2 separate regions of the Mus musculus genome follow, and region 2 is linked to region 1. Evidence: chromatin contacts called from public Hi-C data. All regions are on one chromosome and are shown on one strand. The core of a region is the stretch at or near the end of the contact, and the rest is flanking DNA. Distances in the headings are between cores, read along the strand shown.

The links. Hi-C and Micro-C count contacts between places; a contact is called where the count stands out from the background.
Region 2: a Hi-C map of epidermal suprabasal cells shows a contact between it and region 1, with 4 times the contacts expected there. The contact joins two enhancer-like sites. A contact is called at or near these places in 1 of 39 promoter capture datasets (the SN4741 cell line), 1 of 15 datasets of contacts at CTCF or cohesin (the NIH/3T3 cell line), 2 of 484 Hi-C or Micro-C datasets (epidermal suprabasal cells and urothelial organoids) and 1 of 115 datasets of contacts at active chromatin or transcription factors (pancreatic cancer cells).

The regions. Positions count from the first base shown.
Region 1 is chr5:64,437,482-64,440,260 of GRCm38.p6, forward strand. No RefSeq gene overlaps it. Among named protein-coding and RNA genes, the nearest start is that of Gm31363, 13 kb to the right of the region's middle. Within about 2 kb of position 1,375, at least 52 of the 459 cell types and tissues checked have an H3K27ac peak or open chromatin away from gene starts, as enhancers often do. A contact at or near this core is called in epidermal suprabasal cells, where this site is marked.
Region 2 is chr5:64,624,649-64,627,348 of GRCm38.p6, forward strand. No RefSeq gene overlaps it. Among named protein-coding and RNA genes, the nearest start is that of Gm3716, 15 kb to the left of the region's middle. Within about 2 kb of position 1,408, at least 100 of the 459 cell types and tissues checked have an H3K27ac peak or open chromatin away from gene starts, as enhancers often do. A contact at or near this core is called in epidermal suprabasal cells, where this site is marked.

The sequences.
Region 1 (2,779 bases), core at 125-2,624:
CATAGCTAATGGGCCCCTTAGTTCCTGAAGCTGATGAAATGGAAGCTGGTCCCCCTGCCACACACTTGCTAAAGGAAACTTTTGGAGGGAGAATTGCTTTTGTATATTCTTGTACAGAAGATCTTTTGGGACATCATGACCTGTTGAAGATAAGACCCCAGTAGGAACTGGCACATCCTCCATTGGGGACACATTCCTCAGGCCCTGTGTTGCAGGAGGCCATCGTGACATGCCAGCACTTTCTGCGGCTTCCTTCCCACAACCTTATGGGAGTCTGCTTTGCCCACAGATGTGTGCTTGCCGTCTAGCTCGGTGTCTGGCACATGGGAGGAGTTCAACAAATATTTGTTAAGTGAATACATGGAAAATACTGGAACACTAAAAGTCTGCTCTTGCCAGGAGAATTTCAAAGCCCTTTTATATTAACAAATGTAAGAACTCCAAAATCGCCGAGCATTTGTGGATCTGAGAGGAAGGGAGGCTGGGTGCCCACAGGGTTTTGGCAGCAGTGTTGAATGTCTGGGAGCAGAGGTGGCAGGTGTGGTGGCCAGCCCAGCCCTGCAGTGGCATTAGCCTGGGGCTGGTCAGATGCTGTAGTGTATCCATCAGAATTTTAGTGAGGAGCTGATGGCATGTTCACGCTGGCTCAGTTCAGGAGGGTTTAAAGGATGTCTTATAAGAATGACCAGGGTGTAGTAAAGCCACCAGAGGGTGGAAGAAAGTCTGAGTGATATCCAATAGGGCTCTTACCATCCCCGGGGCTGAGAAGGATGGAGTGGATTTGGGGGCTTGGGGGAGGGGCTGCCTTGTAAAGAAGCAATGGCCATCCTGTAACAACATTTATAGAGGACCCTAAGAGAGCTCTCCCTGACTCACTTCCTATCTCAAGGTTTCCTGTTGTGCTTACCCAACAAGGTTCCTAAACCCGGTGGAGTCCAGTTGTAGCAAGTCATCCAGGGCATCTATGGGTGGGGAAGGGGGATCAGGGGTGTGACAGGGATGCAGGCCCTGCAGGAGATTCTGACTGCAGAGTACAGCTCGTGAAGTCACTATTGGTCACGTGAACTGAAATTAGAAAGCACAGAAGTGTCAGGATGCGTAGGGCTGAAACTGACGCAGGGTGGAGTGCCGGGCGGGGCTGGGAGCTCACTCACTCAGGGTGCACACACTTCATCCTTATTAATGATCTGTATGATACGATCGTCTTGCGGGAGATTGGCCAGGATGATCAGATGACAAGGTGTTACAACCCCTTGGAGAGAGAAACTAATGAAAGACTTGTCAGTGGAAAATGCCCCTGGACTTAAGGACAGGATCTAACAGATGAGAGCTGGCAGCGTGGGGCAGTGTGATTCAAAGCACACACATCTTTCAGGAGGCAGAAAACAGGAAGGGCAAGCTGTAAGCATCCATGGGTAAGACAGAGGGGAACTGGGCACGAGAAGCGCCAAGCTTGCTGGGGATTTTGATAGAAGAAAAAAAAAAAAATCTGTGCTGGGTGATTCATTCAAAGAGTGCACCTGTTTGCCTGGCGACCTTGGGGTTAATGACTCAGGCCTGAGAAAGAAGGACACAGAATTCAATCTACATAATGTAGGATGTCCTAATGAAGGTCACTCAGAAAACTCAAAGTAGATGGATAACTTCCTGGAACAAAACTAAAATAGACATTTCCCTTTCTGTTTATTCGTTGAACAGAGTCTTGCTGTATAGCTCCGGCTGGCTTGGAACCCCCATGATTTTCCTGTCTCAAGCTCCCAAATGCTGGGATGACAGAAGTGAGCCATCACTTCGGTTTCTTCCACATTTTTACCACTCTCATTGACTTGCAATTTGACTTCAAAGACTGTAAGCTACAGGACGAGCCTCTAAGCTATGCCTGAAAAGACATCTCCTTAGCCAGGCCTTTGTGACACACCCCTTTGATCTCAGTACTTGGGAGGCTGAGATAGATGGATCTCTGAGTTCAAGGCCAGCCTGCTCTACAGAGGAAGTTCTAGGACAGCCAGGGCTACACAGAGAAATGCTGTCTCAAAAATAAAAGTAAAAAAATTAAAAAGAGAGAAGAAAAGATACTCCTTGTAAAATCTGTTGTAATGGCTCCAAGATACAAGTGGCCCGCAAACTGAGTGCAAAAAAGTAGTTAAAAAACAAAACAAAAGTGCTGACTGTTAAAAACTAAATGTTATAAAGAATTTTAATAACATGTTAAATGTGTTTTGAGATATGCAAGTCTACCATCTCATTCTAGTTACATGCATGCACACATGCATGAACATGCATGCATAGAGGCATACATGCGCACACACACACACACACACACACACGAACACACACCAAAGTGGATGTGTAAGATCACCATGAAATCATTAAAGATGATCAAACATGATTTAGAAATGATGCCAATTTTTGTCTGTCTTTCCTTCCTCTTTGCTTCCTTCCTTTTCTCTTCCTGTCATTTCTTTCCTCTCCATTCTCTCTTTTAAAACAAACAAACAAAAAGGTCTCATGTAGTTCAGGCCAGCCTGGAGCAAAGGCTGGCTTTGAACCTCTAATCCTCTTGCCTTCGACTACCAAGTGCTGGTATTACAGGCAATAATACCCCTATGCCTGGTTGTCCCCACCCCACCCCCCCGCCCTTATTAACACTCCCTAAATCTCTACAGTGGCCGCACAATCCTTTGTAGCATGAGAGTCACCTGTTCTAATCCCCAGTCTTTTCTCATCTCTCTTGCAAAACATAATAAGCTCAGACATTGTGCTGAATAGTTGGGAACAA
Region 2 (2,700 bases), core at 158-2,657, 190 kb after region 1:
CAGTTTGAGGCTAGCCTGGGTTACACAAAGTACTGTCTTTATTATTTATTTTTATGTGTGGTGTTTGCTAGTAAGAAGGTCATTAGCTTCGTGGCAAGCCGTGGAAGATACAAAGTGTCTGAAGGTGGGTGCCCCAGGGCTCCGGGTTTACGTTAACCATTCTACATTTTCTGATTTGTAAAAATCATATTAAAATATATTTTTCCATGAAAAAACGTCCCAGTATTTAAAATAACCTTTCTTTAAAGTGAAGACATCTAAGGAATCTAAACAATGTGTGAATCTATGAAAATGGGGGTGGAAAGGATTGCTCCCATCTTCTGAGGAAGAGAGAGACTGGTTGAACCAAAACTAATAGGACTTCCCTTTACTGAAGTGACTTTCAGTTACCCTACCCTCAGAACAGGCAGTTGAATCTGGACCTTTCCAAATTGTCAACGAATGAAAAAAAGTAGACAAATTGAGAGCAATGAACATTTGGGATCTGGAGTGGGGTGGGTATAATTAGTGTGAAATGTGCTAAGTGTTTCCACTGGTTTCTGGGGGGTTTTAAAACTTTATTTTCGGTGATTCATGGGCCACAAATCATTGAAAATACTAAAGAGGAAAAGAAGCCAGAGGGTAACTGCATAAACACCCCCTCAGCTTTCAATAAAATTCCACAGCAGCATTTGGAAGGAGGGGTTTGCCCCCAGTATGGTAATAGTTATCAACCCCAATAACATTGAGGGGAAAAAATACAACTCCAAGTGTTTGCCCTACTGAACATTGATCAATTAGAGAGCATCACTCTCTCATAAAAGGGGACGCCATAGTCACTAATGTAATTGAGTTTGCAGGATGGAAGCAAGGCTAACCCGACCACACGCTCCATATATTCTCCATTATGAAATTCCAGCTGATGGCTAGTGTTACCACAAGATGCCATGCCAGGCCCAGAATTACCCAGTGTGGTGGGCTCTGTGACCTAACCTAATATCCTGCTGAATTTGCCTAGGCAAACATTCTACTAGAGTCACTTTTAGCGAAGGGTTTTCAGATCTGAAACCACACAGTTGGATGGGAAAGTCCCCATTTTCTTCAGTGAGAAGGGCTCTTATAGAAAGATGCTGGGATTTCAAAATCAATGGCAAAGCCAGGCTGGCAAAAGCTGAATTAGCAGCTGCTCTGTGGGATTGCTATTGCTTGTACGCCCCCATCCCCACCCCAACCCTCCCCCCACCACCAACGACCTCCTTCTGGCACTGGCTTTGAAGTCCCCTGCACACCTGTGTAGATTATAAAACAAGGAGGCTGAGCTTCCACACCCAAACTCTAAATTCACAATGCACCTCAACAGTTAAGACATGCCCTCCAGCGTCTTGTGTAAAAGTTAAACCCAACCTTGATCTAATCTCCTGAAGTGGTTAACCCTTGCCCGGATTTAGCACACACTCCCAGTGCCAGGGAGAGAGAAGTCTCGCTATCAGAAACTTACATCACTGGGGCAAGCGCGCCTTTGGGATAGGTGCCCTCAGAACCCTAGCAGACCCCTATTCTTTTTAGTTCCCTTTTCTGGGACTAAGAGTGGTTAAGATTGAAGAACCCAGTGGCTCCCCCACCCAACTCTTTATCTTCTTGGATTTTGAATGAGATTGCAAAAAAAGAACCATTCTCCTAGTCGCCTGTGTCACGGCTTTGTCCCTATGCTTTTTGAGTTGAAACTCAAGATCCTCCCTAGCTCTCATCCTGGAGGAAGAAGCGTTGGAGTCTGTAGGCAATAGGTTAGGTCTGGGTTGGATTGAGGTAAAGAGAGCAGGCAGCTGGAGGTGGGGGTGGCTCACAGAGCGGCTGTACAGGCTGGGCGCAGACCAGGAAGGGAAGTACAGAGAAGAGCTTGATTGGGAGCCAACGCTTGCCTCTGGCAAGAAGCGCCTCGCAAACCTCCCGCTGGGGTGGGACCCGGTCTTGGCTCAGCCAGCCCAGGTCCTGCAGGTGCTGGCAGAGAAGTGGCTGCACCTGGCTCAGGAGGGTGTGTCAGAGGAAACCACAGCAGGCACCTGGTTCTGATCCCATGCCACACCCTGACCCCTCTGTTGAACTCCCTGCTCCTTCTGCGGAGTCCAAGGGTCTCTCTTCCCAGTCCACTTCTCAATCTGGCTTTGCCGTGGCTCTGGACCTTCGACAGCCACCCGCAGGGTATAAGACCGCTCCAGTTCCATCTCTGCAAGGGCTGTTGAGTAGCTTAGCTCTCTTCTAGCTCCTGAGTAGTCAGAGTTCTTTCCTTCCTGAGCCCCCTATCTACTGTTTTTCAACCTTTCCTTAAAAACACCAGAAACAGCAGTAAGTTCTTCCTCGATAGCAAGAACCCAAGTTTCTTCTGAAAGAATTCGTTGGTTTCTTTGGGAAAGAATCTGCTGTGGAGGTGTGAGGAGGCGAAAAGAGGTGGATTGTCAGAGGAAGCTACATAATGAAGATACTCCATAGGTGTATGCACACATGTACATACATACATACAAGCATACATACATACTTACGTACATAATACATACTTGCACACACATACAAGAAAATTAATGTAATAAATAAAAGAACTCTTTGCCACCATGCTTTCAGTCTTTGGTTCTAGTTTTTATGAATAGGAGAAAAAAAATCACAATATGTCAGAGACTTGGCCAAGCTCCTCAGTGAATTTAACTCGCCCAGGGATAGATCCCCAGA